2 separate regions of the Bombyx mori genome follow, and region 1 is linked to region 2. The links are chromatin contacts, called in public Hi-C maps. All regions are on one chromosome and are shown on one strand. Each heading gives the region's core, a stretch centred on a gene start, on an enhancer-like site or on the middle of the called end of the contact. The rest is flanking DNA. Distances are from core to core; before and after follow the strand shown.

Region 1 (7,655 bases), core at 4,842-7,341, 47 kb after region 2:
TTCATTCAAGCATCAATAACTACTCGACTGGAAATGAAAATTATTGTATTATTATAAAATTTTAGGCTGAGTATCGTACTAAAATTTCCAACCATCAAAAATCCATTAATTTGCGCAATTAATAAATACAATTAAAATTTATTTGAATTGACTACTACAGATGTTGTTATCTATAGAAAACAAAATATATTTACCCCGAATGACAGTACTAGACTCAGCCAGAGTATGTGCGAAGATAGACTAATATTTGTTAAGTTCATAACGAATGTTGACATAATATTATATAGAATAATAAGTTTATATGTGTGTAAGTGCGTGTCTGCTTCGTACGTGGTCTGTGGCGTGCGTGTTGCTTCACTGAGCTACTTGTGGCGGAACAAAATCATTTTACCAAAAAAATAACTTTAACCGTTCTTCATGCCAAACATTACACCAATCACAGTACACGGTGCGAGCTTTTGTTTTTTAGCGATCTGTGCTCATCTGTTACCATGGCTCCGAATGACGTCACGCGCAGTGTAGCCAGTAGTTTCGATAATTTTTTTTGCCGCGTAACTACTGCACGTTTGAGTATCGTATAGCGAATCTTGACCTAAAGGTCTTAGTTACCAGGTCATGAAATCACTTAAAAAAAGTATAGCTAGTGACGCGGTGTGTGCGTGCGTGCGGTGTGTGCGTGCGGCGCGTGCGTGCGGTACGTACACGTGTCCCCCCGCGTATCACTTGCAGCACTGCGAGGGTCGCGGCTGCTCGCCGTCCGCCAGGCGCCGCCCGCCCCCCGCCGCGCCCGCCGCCCCCGCCTCGCTCTTTGGTAACTTGTTCGCTGTAACGAACAAATACACTTCAACATTTGTGTACAACATTTCCTTCAACAACTCAAGTTGAATAAATATCGTCTATTCGCATTAAGAGTGTACAATTTCCAAAAATATTCGAAATTGAGTTGCGGAATAATTTGGTATCACCAGTATTTTTCTCATAAATACTGTCAAAAGAACGTAGTTTAGTTTTAGTTTTTTTTTTAGTTTACCTATATTTTGACTGCTATTAACAAAATTTATACATAATTCTATCTTACTTTAAAAGACAGATAATGTAACTGGTAAAAACTACAAAATAAAATATTAAAAATATAATATGTTAAACCTTTAAAACACTGTCCTGTAAAATTTAGCAAGTTTTGAGATTATACAGTTTTAATGCGAGAAGACGATATGATGTTTGCAATAATTGAAACGGATATTTTAAAATGATCCTTTTCTAATGCACTACAAACAATACTATAATAAAATCTTTTTTTTCCCTACCTATTACGACCGGAAGGGTGGGTGAGCTCACCGGCTCAACCTGAGAGAATTGCTATCACTAGCCCTAGCAAGAGTAGTGAGTGCTTCACTGAATCTACCACCGGATCAGAATCCCGACCCACTAAAAAGATTCGGCGAGAAACTCACTGGGTTGTGTCTATGGGTTAGTTTAAATGTATATTGATAGCTGAGAATTCAAATTCAAATTCAAATTCAAAATCATTTATTTCAACTTAGATGCCAGTATGACACACTTGTTGAATGTCAAAATACAAATAACAATGTTAACTCTACCACCGGTTCCAAAAAAAGCCACAGTCCTGAGAAGAACCGGCGAAACAAACTCAGCGGCCTTTTTTTTTTGTTTTTTCTCAAATATTTTCTTTTTTTTAAATAAATAGAAATATTCACAATAAAAGAAAAAACAAGTCAAAAAAAATACTATTAAAAAAATAATAATAATAATGAAAAATGAAAAGGCCAGGAGCGAGCGCCTCATTCCCACGTAGTGCCATCTAGTAACTAATCCTTAACTTTATAATATGCCTTGTTGCACAAACGTTCCTTAACAGTTTTCTTAAATCTATGAACAGGTAGTAGTTGAACGTTTAGTGGGATCTTGTTGAAAAGCTGTACACCCAGCCCCCTAAAAGAGTTGCTTATTTTCTTAATTCGAGCCGCCGGCAACGCAAGCCTATGTTTGTTCCAAAAATTGATATGATGTAGTTGAATTGATATGATGTAGGTACCTATAGCGAGGAATATATCGTTGACGTTCATGGCCGTCTTGGCGCTGGTCTCCATGAAGAGCAGCCCGTTCTCGTCTGCGTAGGCCTGCGCCTCCTCGAACTCGACCATGCGCTTGGCTGCGAGGTCGCTCTTGTTGCCCGCCAGAGCGATCACTATCGACGGAGAGGCCTGCCGTTGGAGTTCCTTCACCCAGTTCTTGGCGCGACCGAATGTGTCCTGGAATAATAAATCAAGAAGAAATGTTAAATTAGATCGCAATTATCTAGAAAAATTACATTCTGATTTCAGTGGTTTTTACGGATGTTCCATTATAACTACTGAACCATGCATTCGATTGACTTGAAACTTTGTATCCATGTAGAAAATACATGTACTTAATGGATAGGCTAATATTTATGTGAGCGTTGGACTCCCTAATAATAATGACAATAAATAATGATGTTAATTTTAAATGCCCAGCGAAGCAGGCGAGTACGGCTAGTAATATATTATTATATTACCTTATATTGTATTTATTGATAGTATTTCTAATAAGTTAGTAACAAAATTAATTTCAAATGAAAATTGTCATCAGAGTACCACACGATCATCTGGTCCCAAACTAGCATTCTCTGAACTATTGAAACCAGAGACTGACGTAAATACTTTATAATACCATGATTAAACATAGTAAAAACTATATTGAAACAAAACTAAATTATATTAAAGTATAAATTGAATTAGTGAAAAATTCTGTATACACACTGTTCTTTCTTTGACATTGTAACATGTAAAAGCAATAAATAAAAGTATGTTTATTTTATTATTTATAAATATAACTAACTAGCCGTACTCGCCCACTTCGCTGGGCATTTAAAATTAACATTATTATTTCTTGTTAATTTATTGGGGAGTCCAACACTAACATGTAACACTACATAGATACAAAGTTTCAATTTAATCAGATGCATGGTTCAGTAGTTATAACGGAACATCCGTAAAAACCACTGTAGATTTAGATATTAGTATAGATAAAACCATACCATACATAAAATCCAGACAAAGAGTAAACATGTTTATCGCATATTTGGCTCGAGGTGGGAATTGACTCTCGGCTCATCAGTCAGGGGCAATAAATAGATACTCCACCATCGAGTCAGCCAACATATTGTAACCACTTTACTACTACTAACACCCTGTATGTTCACCCGTGATCCAAATTGAAATATGTTTCGTGACGATTCAAACAAGAATGAAACACAACACATGTTGCTTGTGTCCCTCTCTGATCTATGAACATTTGTTTTTTATTTATTGCATATATGGATGGACGAGCTCACAGCCCACCTGGTATTAAGTGGTTACCGGAGTCCATAGACATCTACAGCGTAAATGCCACCACCCACCTTGAGATATGAGTTCTAAGGTCTCAACAACGGCTGCTCCGCCATTCAGACCGAAAGGCATTACTGCTTCACGGCAGAAATAGGTGGTGGTGCGGGCTCTGACGCTGTACGTATAATCACGAACCAACGAACTCATTGTCGTATTTATTATAGCAGATACACTCGACGTTACCAGACTCAGGTCGTTTACATTGATAAAAATATATATCGCTTATAAACTATGTTTGTGGGTAATTACGTTCACACACACTTAGCATTCACGTTTTAATATTTATAATCTATAATCAATACATATAAAAATTAATTGCTGTTCGTTAGTCTCGCTCAAACTCGAGAACGGCTAGACCGATTTGGCTAATTTTGGTCTTGAATTATCTGTGGAAGTCCAGAGAAGGTTTAAAAGGTAGATACATATGAAAATGCAGCGGAATGAAATAAAAATAACAATTTTGTTTTCCCTTTGATGTGGCCCCCGTCGGACGGATTCCTTTTGTTTGTTTTAAGTTTATTTTATACAAAAGTTTAGGTCTTTTATTTATCGATTGAGCCACTACGAAGTCTGCCGGGTCAGCTAGTCTTAATATATATTGCTTCTGTGCGTGTGTTTGTCACGGAACTCCTCCTAAACGGCTGGACCGATTTTAATGAACTGTTCTGTGTACCTTCAGGTGGATTCGAGAATGGTTTAGATTTACAAATCAGCCCGGCAGATGGCGCTGCAGTCGGTATCTAGTTTATTTATTTTTCCTAGAAATAATTTATATGGCAAAACGTTTGCCAGGCCAGCTAGTGTCTAATATGACTTGGCGGTGCAGTAGTCAGAGGGCCTGACTGTCGCGCCGAGGGTCGTGAGTTCGATTTCCACATCGGGCAAACATTCGTGTGATGAACGGGTTTGTTTGCTCCTTAAGTGGTCGTTTATTTATATATGTATATATTATATTTAAACATATATACCAGTACTAAAAATTATAATTTCCGTAATTAGTGGTGGTAAGACGTCTTGTGAGTCCGCACGGGTAGGTACCACCACCCCGCCTATATCTGCCGTGAAGCAGTAATCCGTTTCAGTTTGAAGGATGGGGCAGCCGTTGTAACTATACTGAGACCCTAGAACTCATATATCAAGGTAGATGGCGGCATTAACTTTGTAGACGTCTACGTGCTCCCGTAACCACTTAACATCAGGTGGGCCGTGAGCTCGTGCATAAACCTAAGCCATTTAAAAAAGAACCGGATGTTTATCAATCTCTGGTACCCAGGGAATCTTAAATTGGGACCGGTTGACCGTGCGTGATTTGTTCCCAGTTCTATATAAATATATGATTGTAATAATAAGAACTGGGAATTTATATGTACAAACAACATCAAAATAGTGTAACGCGCTGAATCAGGACTTTCATAAATTATTTCATATTTATATGTTATAACATATATTCATAAATTATTTACATAATATTTCATATTTATTTCAACTAATAGCTTGTTACAAGTTTTATCTGATGATACAACGAAATCCCGTTGTTTTTCTTATGAAACTTTCTTTAATATTTGTAAAATAGTTTGTTTAGAGATGTTTAGTTTTGTATTTTTGATAAATTCATTGAAGTAAGAAAGTTGATTAAATTAAAATGAAGTAGGTAAAGAAGCGGGGATTTTTTCCCTCGTAAAATCGTTTTTAGAGACATGTTAAAATTACAGAGTAGTTAGCTTAATATAGATTATAGACGACACGCAGACACGGCAAAGGGGTTAACACAAGTTTTTCGTAAAGCAAACTCGTCGGCAACAAACAGTTGGACCACACCTCGTGTGTGTGTGTGACGGTCCCGACTTAGGGGTCAAGAGCAGTCATTATATATGTTTGTTTGTTGGCCTAATTGATGTTTTACCGTCGTATAATAACCAAATTACTCGGGCGACTATATCGAAGGATTAAATTGATGATAGGGGTGATATTTGTCTTTGTAATTAAAGGTCCCTTTTATTTGGTATTAGCATCAACAATTTTATGTTCTTCATTGAACTTCAAATAAGTTTACTCTATTCAAATAGTTGAAGATTATTTTTTTTGTTTTCATATTTTTTCTAAATCTTAACTTATTAATGATTGTCCTGTAAAGTTGCAAAAATGTCGCTTAAACAAAAAAATGTCTACCCCTCGATATTATTATGATTTGATCCTGAGGCGGCTATGGTTTACTTAATTATGTGAATACAATTTATTTTATTATTACATACTATTTCGGCCGTGAAGCAATAATGCGTTTCGGTTTGAAGGGTGGGGCAGCCGTTGTAACTTACTTGAGACCTTAGAACTTATATCTCAAGGTGGGTGGCGCATTTACGTTGTAGATGTCTATGGGCTCCAGTAACCACTTAACACCAGGTGGGCTGTGAGCTCGTCCACCCATCTAAGCAATAAAAAAAAATTTAAATAAATATATACTGACTGATGCTGACACGTCCACCTTGTAAGAGTTAGGGTGGAAGTTAGCATCGCGTTAGCTACTCATAAGCTCCATTAACAGCTTGAGAGAACTAGGACCGCGTCTCTCCTCCGACATAAATGAATTTGAACTCCACAGCGGGCGGACAGCCGATATCGGTCCATTGACTAGACCGTGCGTGCTACATTTACGTGATAACGGCGCTATCAGTACCGGCCCGTCTGTCGGGGAAGTCGGAACGGGTGCCCTTGACCTCACAAGACACACCTATACACACGATATTCATTATGCTACCAAACGTTTCCACATTCAACGAACCAAGTTATAGACGTGGAAAATACACGTAAGAGACTTATATATAAATGATATCTCGACTTTCTGTCTGTCTGGCCTAGAATAGTAACACCCTATTTCGTCCCATGAACGTCGTAAAAGACGAGCACGTGGCAGCAGCAATCTCTGAGATACTTCTATGACAAACGGGAATTGACAGGCAGCGGCTTGGCTCTGCCCCTGGCATTGCTGAAGTCCATGGGCGACGGTAGCCATTCACCATCATTCACGTAGACATCTAGAGCCCAGAGACATCTACAACTTAAATGCGCCACCCACCTTGAGATAAGTTCTAAGGTCTCAGTATAGTTACATCGGCTGCCCCACCCTTCAAACCGAATCGCATTACTGCTTTACGGCCGAAATAGGCGGGGTGGTGGTGGTACCTACCCGTGTGGACTCACAACAGGTCCTACCACCAGTAATTACGCAAATTATAATTTTGCGTGTTCGATTTTTATTACACGATGTTATTCCTTCACCGTGGAAGTCAATCGTGAACATTTGTGAAGTACGTATTTCATTAGAAAAACTGGTACCCACCCGCCTGCGGGATTCGAACATCAGTGCATCGCTAGATACGAATGCACCGAACGTCTTATCCTTTAGGCCACGAAGACTTCAAAGCAAAGGGAGCTCTATAATATCTACGGGCTCGGTAACCACTTTATAACAAGTGGGCCGTGAGCTCGATCGAACATGTATGCAATAAAAATAAACGGTGGTATGACGTATTGCAAGCACGTCTTACATTACGTACCATCGCACTAACTTCTAGCGTAAACCAATTATCCACAGAAAAAAAACTCAGCAATGTGGACGCGTCACGTGTTACGTCACATTGACGTCATAAGTAGTGCCTTCAGCAAATCAGGTTTGAGCCTACGTCCTTCCGCCGTTATATATTAAGAGCGTCAATGTGACTTTGTTACTGAAAACAATTCGATCCGTTTACATATATATATATATATATAGATATAGCACACGTTATTGAAAACACGAGTTATCAAAATGGCACTAAATATAGGTATTGAATACAATATCAATCGAAGATGAAACATCTTACCCCAACGTAGGTCGCATATATTCAGACAACTGTGGTCGTATAGAAAAGCTATACATATTTACAACCCACCGCTGTATTCTAGAAAATTTGTTTTTATACTTATTCTAGCGGGTAGTTATCATAGAAGAGAAGATATTTGAGAAACGCCTGAATCGCGCTAACGAGATGTGCAAGATGAAATTTGCTTGCATATACAAGTTCCACCCAATAACATTCGGACCGTCGGTCTACCGAGCAATTTCATCAGGTCGGTGGAAAATGTTCCGTTGTCTTTTCCCTAAACTGATGATCCCGACGTTATCTGAACACGTAACCTTCTGATTGCTCTGTTATGGTATAATGTATATATTATGTTTTTTGTGCT
Region 2 (7,269 bases), core at 2,901-5,400:
CAGTGCCGACGCGGGTACGTGACGCACTCCCCGCTCCCCTCCCCGCGCCCGCCTCCCGCAGTGCCGACGCGGGTACGTGACGCACTCCCCGCTCCCCTCCCCGCGCCCGCCTCCCGCAGTGCCGACGCGGGTACGTGACGCACTCCCCGCTCCCCTCCCCGCGCCCACCTCCCGTAGCGCCGACGCGGGTACGTGACGCACTCACACGCGCTCCCCTCCCCGCGCCCGCCTCCCGCAGCGCCGACGCGGGTACGTGACGCACTCACACGCGCTCCCCTCCCCGCGCCCGCCTCCCGCAGCGCCGACGCGGGTACGTGACGCACTCACACGCACTCCCCGCTCCCCTCCCCGCGCCCACCTCCCGCAGCGCCGAAGCGGGTACGTGACGCACTCACACGCACTCCCCGCTCCCCTCCCCGCGCCCGCCTCCCGCAGCGCCGACGCGGGTACGTGACGCACTCACACGCACTCCCCGCTCCCCTCCCCGCGCCCACCTCCCGCAGCGCCGACGCGGGTACGTGACGCACTCACACGCACTCCCCGCTCCCCTCCCCGCGCCCACCTCCCGTAGCGCCGACGCGGGTACGTGACGCACTCACACGGACTCCCCGCTCCCCTCCCCGCGCCCACCTCCCGCAGCGCCGACGCGGGTACGTGACGCACTCCCCGCTCCCCTCCCCGCGCCCGCCTCCCGCAGTGCCGACGCGGGTACGTGACGCACTCCCCGCTCCCCTCCCCGCGCCCGCCTCCCGCAGTGCCGACGCGGGTACGTGACGCACTCCCCGCTCCCCTCCCCGCGCCCGCCTCCCGCAGTGCCGACGCGGGTACGTGACGCACTCCCCGCTCCCCTCCCCGCGCCCGCCTCCCGCAGTGCCGACGCGGGTACGTGACGCACTCCCCGCTCCCCTCCCCGCGCCCGCCTCCCGCAGTGCCGACGCGGGTACGTGACGCACTCCCCGCTCCCCTCCCCGCGCCCGCCTCCCGCAGTGCCGACGCGGGTACGTGACGCACTCCCCGCTCCCCTCCCCGCGCCCGCCTCCCGCAGTGCCGACGCGGGTACGTGACGCACTCCCCGCTCCCCTCCCCGCGCCCGCCTCCCGCAGTGCCGACGCGGGTACGTGACGCACTCCCCGCTCCCCTCCCCGCGCCCGCCTCCCGCAGTGCCGACGCGGGTACGTGACGCACTCCCCGCTCCCCTCCCCGCGCCCGCCTCCCGCAGTGCCGACGCGGGTACGTGACGCACTCCCCGCTCCCCTCCCCGCGCCCGCCTCCCGCAGTGCCGACGCGGGTACGTGACGCACTCCCCGCTCCCCTCCCCGCGCCCGCCTCCCGCAGTGCCGACGCGGGTACGTGACGCACTCCCCGCTCCCCTCCCCGCGCCCGCCTCCCGCAGTGCCGACACGGGTACGTGACGCACTCCCCGCTCCCCTCCCCGCGCCCGCCTCCCGCATCGCCGACGCGGGTACGTGACACACTCACACGCACACGATCACTTTGTCCAGTCTCGTCCGTACTCGTCCCAATAAATCGTCCGCATTTCCATTATAATGTCGTATATAAACTATTGTAATAAAAAAATAACGTTTCGAACTTTGTTGCCGGCAGAAGAACAGACCGCGAAGTGCGAGTCCAGCTGCTCCGACCCGTTCCACCGCAGCGAGTCCGCCGACCCCGCCGGGCCCTCGCCCGACGACTTCGACCTCCAGCCGGACGTGAGCACCCGCCTCCAACTATACGATACTAACATAGAACTATGACGGAACCGTTCTCATTGCAAATGTCACAAATTAGTTGAAACATTCTGCATATACATAGTTTTATCATTACACTTGCGATTGCTATATGGCATACCCTTACATAACTTGTGGTAGCCGTCGTAAGTTGACCTGGACGCCGTGAGGACTTCGGAGTCGTCCTCAAAGAGTGTCAGGCAGCGGGCCGGCAGAGCCCCTAACGTCCATGGGTCACGGTGGTCGCTTAATATCAAGAATTGTAAGATATTTTTTTAAATGTGCCCTGAAAAGTATCACGCATAAACTAAGTACTGGAAACTAGAACTCTTAAAAATATATTTGCTTGTGTCCGCGCCCGCAGGTGGCGGACTCGGGCTCGGAGTGCGGGTGCGTCGGGCGGGCCGCCTTGCGCCTCTACGTGGTGCAGCCCAAGGGCCTGCAGGAAGGGCGGCTGGCCTTCGCACTGCCTGCAGGTACTCCACCGCACGCCCAGAAACAGGAGTTGGGGATGCAGCTGTCGACGTCTCCAAGCAATGATATTGAAGAGCAGGTTGCGTCCGCAGGCGGCGCGCCCGAGGAGCAGGGCGGCGAGGCCGGGCCGGCGGCCGTGCCCTCCAGCATCCTGCAGCAGCAGAGCCAGCAACTCAAGAACCTGCTCATGAGGTCACAGGTACACAACGAACAGACAGATGTAATTATCGCACTTTGCTTTTTATATTATTATTATAATTCTTTTCTTTCCTTTTACTATCTGGTGGCGGTTCACATAGGGACGAGCTTGTCTAGTTTCTACCTAAACCGTGTCTTTGCACACGTAGATTACTTGTATACAGTTATTGCACTATGTATATTTATCTGTGGCTCAGTAATTATTTTTAATATGTAGTTTTTTGTTAACATGACAGTGTTCATAAATCATAGACAATTCACAATACGACGGCAGCGCCGCGTGCGCTCCCACACCGCAACTAAAACAACTTGATGAGATCAATTTTTTTGGTGGTAGGACCTCTTGTGAGTCCGCGCGGATAGGTACCACCACCCTGCCTATTTTTGCCGTGAAGCAGTAATGCGTTTCGGTTTGAAGGGTGGGGCAGCCGTTGTAACTATACTTGAGACCTTAAAACTTATATCTCAAGGTGGGTGGCGCGTTTACGTCGTAAATGTCTATGGGCTCCAGTAACCACTTAACACCAGGTGGGCTGTGAGCTCGTCCACCCATCTAGCAATAAATAAATAAATAATTTTTTTTTTACTGTAAATTATCGAATAGTTTTAAGAGATTATTTATTAACTCCGCATTGAAGTTACCCAACGAGTCACGAGTCTGCGTCACTACTCGCACACCTATCTACGAGGTTTTGTTGACACTTCTAACTCTAGTGCGAATTTAAAAGAGAAGAGAGAGATCTAAAAATATTTGAAAATAGATATTTGTCACCGTCACCATCAGCCCAATCATTCACACTGTTAGGTCAATCGCTACTGCGCTCAGCGATGCACTCGGTACTCGTGATTTGTAAGTTGCCGTCTCACACCGGTGGTGGGGCGCGCCGCCCTCCACTTCTGCCGCGGAGTGAGTGCGCGGTCCGGGCGGAGGGGGCGCGGTCGATAACGATTGCAGATAGAATTGAACGAGCTAATGACATGATGTTAAGTGCATACCGCCGCTCACTTACAGACGCGAGACCTACCCACCTAGTAATAAAAAAATAGACATACATATTTGTATGTATTTCTTAGGATATAATGTCAGTATTCACAATAATATACTTATTTGCTTGTCCCCAATATTTGTTGTTGTAGACGCAGCCCGGGAGCCTCATCGGTCAGAGGGCGGAGTCTCCGCCGATCCCTCCGCAGCTCAACCTCATGACGCCCGACGCGTTCAGGTAACCGCACGGCACCGCCCGGCCCTGCCGTGTTTTGGAAGGGACAAAGAATCTCTTGCTCTTTTGTATTGCCCTTGCAGGCAGACAAGCATGTGGCCCGTCTGATAATGAGTGATTACCGTCGCTAATGGACATCAGCAATGCCAGTGCCAGAGCCAAGTCGTTTCCTGCCGCCAAGGACTTCGCAAACTTCGTTTGAAGAAGGACATGCGCTCAAGAAATGCCGCGGAGGGGAGTTAATTTCAAAACCAGATGGCCTAAAAAGAGTCCTCAGTGCTCGGCAGAGGCACGGTGGGGCTACTACGGAGATCCGTCGACCTGATGAGGCAATAAGGGAGTTAACGTTCCTCAGCTCGCCGGGCAAGAGGGAGGAAGAGGATCCGCCGCTGTCGGCCACGCCTGACGTCAGCGCCAAGCCGCGCGGCTCCGTCGGAGGGGACGCCGACCGCGCCAAGGGTACGTCCGCTCACTCAGAACGCCGGGAGGGTTCGGGAGACGCTCCTGCTGGTGCCGCCCGGACCCGGCTCGCTTTGTACTTGTGCTGATGTTGTGTGACTGTGACGCAGGAGCCGAGGGCGCGGGCAAGCCCACCTCGGGGGGGTCCAGTCCCAGCCGGGAGGTGCAGGAGATCATGGCGCACAATGACGACGCCTTCTTCGCCGACAACCTGGTTAGTGTCGGCTTCTGTTCTCTTGTATAGGCATGGCTTGTGAACGTCGCAGATTTGACGTGATGAGCTGTGTTCCTGTGGCACCCATTTTCACCAGTCACCACTAATAACCAGCCGCGAACCTTTGTCCCAGGAGGAGGAGTCGCCGGCGCCGCCCGCCGCCGCCCGCCAGCCGGAGCCCTTCCCGGACAAGCCGCCGCCGCCGCCGCTCGCGCTCCCGCACTCCAGTACGTCTCCGCGCCCCCGGGCAGTGTAGTGTGGGAGCCGCCGACGTCACCAGTTGTTCCGTTACAGACGGCGACACCTCGTGGCCGCAGATATCCATAGCGCAGATAACGGAAGCGAACCAACGCAAGGCGTCCAGCGACAAGTCGGGCGCGCAGAGCCAGCCGCTCGGCGCCGCGTGCGACGCGCGACTCGACCTGCTCGAGCACAAACTGGACAAAATCACAGGTGCGTTTGATTGCACAGATCCTATTTGGAGTCTCTAGACCTTCTGCGGGTACAGATGTGTTTAATTTCAAATGTTTATCGGGCCCCAACTTATCCTGATCCTTAAGTAAAAAAACGTGTCATGATGTTTGGTTGTAGAGTTGCTGCAGCAGCAGGGTCGCGAGCTGCGGGCCCTGCGCGGCGCCACGTGGTGTCCGCGGACCGCACTGGACGAAGCGCTGCAGGCACACGCACAGGCCTTAGATAATGCTGTCACACTAGGGTGTGTATAATTAATTTATGAAAAATAAATTTTACCATTCCTAAAAAGATGTATATATATTTTACGTATGTATATTCCAAAAATATTTATTGTAATCACGTTACGTGTCTTCGACGAGCTCTGCCCGGCGGCGTGCTGTCGCCATCACGTCATGCCAAAACTAGTTCCGTGTCCGGTCGGCACTGCGCATCGACACGGATGGAATATGTATCGGAATCAAATTTAATGTGGGATCTGTATAAAATGTATCCGTTGTGTAAGTGTATATGTGGGAGCAATTCACGTTACTAACATTGAGTCATTGTTGGTGCGGCAGGTGGGAGCGCATGTCGGCGGCGGGCGAGGCTGCGGGCGCGGCGGCGGGCGCGGGCGCGGCGCAGGCGGCGGGCGCGGGGGCGGCGCGCGCGCTGGAGCCGCTGGTGGCCGCGCTGCAGCACGAGCTCGCCGCCAAGCTCACCGCCACCGACCAGCTGCTCAGGGACAACATCGACAAACTAGTCAACAGCAAGGTTTGTCACCTGTCGATACAAGAGCAACACTTCGACGAACCTGTTAGCACGGCCAAGTGACTAGCGATACAACTGTATACTCATTACAAATAAATCTCCTTTTTGTGGCCCAGACCCATAAATAGACCCATAGACATCTACAACGTAAATGCCGCCACCCACCTTGAGATATGAGTTCTAAGGTCTCAAGTATAGTTACAACGGCTGCCCCGCCCTTCAAACCGAAACGCATTACTGCTTCACGGCAGAAATTGGCAGGGTGGTGATACCTACCTATGTAAACTCACAAGACGTCCTACCACCATTTAAAAATGAAACGACGCCCACGCCACTCGAGCACTTCATAAATATACGACAGGTGTGCGGCGTTTGAAAGACCCCTCTGGGCTTTATTGGTTGGGCAAATTGTCCGAGTCTTGGTCCCTGCGGTACAGAGCTGAGGGTGGTGCGTGGTGTGTCGGCAGGCGGTGTCGGAGCGGCTGAGCTCGTCCATAGCGCGCTGCGTGTCGGAGCAGGTCCGCGAGTCCTTCCGCGCGTCGGTGACGGACAGCCTGCTGCCCGCCATGGAGCGCGCGCACGCACAGATCTTCCGACAAGTCAACAACGCCTTCCAGAACGGGACTAAAGAGTGTAAGAAATCCGATAAAAATGTTGTTAGTGTTCAGTAACAAAATATAAAAATGCCGACTCGATAAAGATCGTTTTTTCGATCGATCTTTAGTAGGGTTGGAAATCGGAGATTGCAAATCGATATTGTAGCATTAAATCGATATAGCATTGACATTCCACTTACTCAATGTCAAGTGTATAATAAATACGAATTTTTTAGAAGATGACACATTTTTTTTTAATAATCATACATGCATCAAGCATTTGGCAAACTGTACATTCTCTTAGTTTTTTAATGTAAAAAATTAATTTAAGAAATGAATATCTTTTATACCTTGCACTTTGGCTTTAAAAAAAAGTAATAACTGTATTCCATTTTTAACTATTTAAAATCAGTTATTAAGGTGTTTCATTCTTTTACATAAAGTGCATTTATATTATAATTCCAAACTGGATTGAAATTAGATTTTTGTCTTTTGTCTGAATCCAGTCATCATTTTGCGATCAGAATTATTTTAAAATCTATGTTTTTCAATAATTATCGTCACCCCTTCGGTAGTCAGTGCAATGAACTAACTATACGGTTGCTGATGCAAGTGTAAAAGGTGTAATCTGCCCTTTATTAATAAAACGAGTTAGTTCCAATTTTACTCTGTATATTGTTACAAGCGTCTGACGTGTCGGGTGGGCTATGTACGACTGACTAATGCAAGCGATGTACAAAACTGCATGCGCTACTAAACTGTGTCCCTACATCAACTAAGATTATAATCTTCCCGTCATAATTCCTCACCCAGTCGCAGCTCACACGGAGGCCGCAGCCCGCGCGGCGGCGGAGCGCGGCGGGGCGGCGGCCTGCACCGCGCTGCGGGCCGCGCTGGACCGGCACGCCGATACGCTGGCGCAGCACCCGCGCCTGCTGCTGCAGCACGCCACGCAGGCCGTGCGGGACGCGGCGCACAGGTACCGACAATGTCAACAACGCGAATCCATATAAAAGCAACATGTCCTTCTGCAAAAGAGGCTTGTGGAGAGTATTAAGCGGTAGGCAGCGGCTTGGCTCTGCCCCAGGCATTGCTGAAGTCCATGGGCGACGGTAACCACTCACCATCAGGTGGGCCGTATGGCTCGTCTGCCTACA

The links. Hi-C and Micro-C count contacts between places; a contact is called where the count stands out from the background.
Region 1: a Hi-C map of middle silk gland shows a contact between it and region 2, with 1.6 times the contacts expected there. The contact joins two enhancer-like sites. A contact is called at or near these places in 2 of 7 Hi-C or Micro-C datasets (middle silk gland and whole pupa).

What each region holds. Positions count from the first base shown.
Region 1 is chr4:1,307,465-1,315,119 of ASM3026992v2, forward strand. LOC733058 (small GTP binding protein RAB5) reads right to left here. Exons shown (of 5, transcript NM_001044149.1): 4 at 2,057-2,273; 5 at 367-823. The coding sequence ends at 720. Among protein-coding and RNA genes, the nearest start is that of LOC119628453, 12 kb to the left of the region's middle. Within about 2 kb of position 6,092, at least 5 of the 8 cell types and tissues checked have open chromatin away from gene starts, as enhancers often do.
Region 2 is chr4:1,262,226-1,269,494 of ASM3026992v2, forward strand. LOC110385709 (enhancer of mRNA-decapping protein 4) reads left to right here. Exons shown (of 25, transcript XM_038010694.2): 11 at 1,609-1,712; 12 at 2,095-2,206; 13 at 2,297-2,424; 14 at 3,540-3,625; 15 at 3,978-4,081; 16 at 4,192-4,295; 17 at 4,429-4,522; 18 at 4,590-4,748; 19 at 4,887-5,010; 20 at 5,327-5,519; 21 at 5,984-6,149; 22 at 6,926-7,091. Among protein-coding and RNA genes, the nearest start is that of LOC134201874, 7.0 kb to the left of the region's middle. Within about 2 kb of position 4,151, at least 3 of the 8 cell types and tissues checked have open chromatin away from gene starts, as enhancers often do.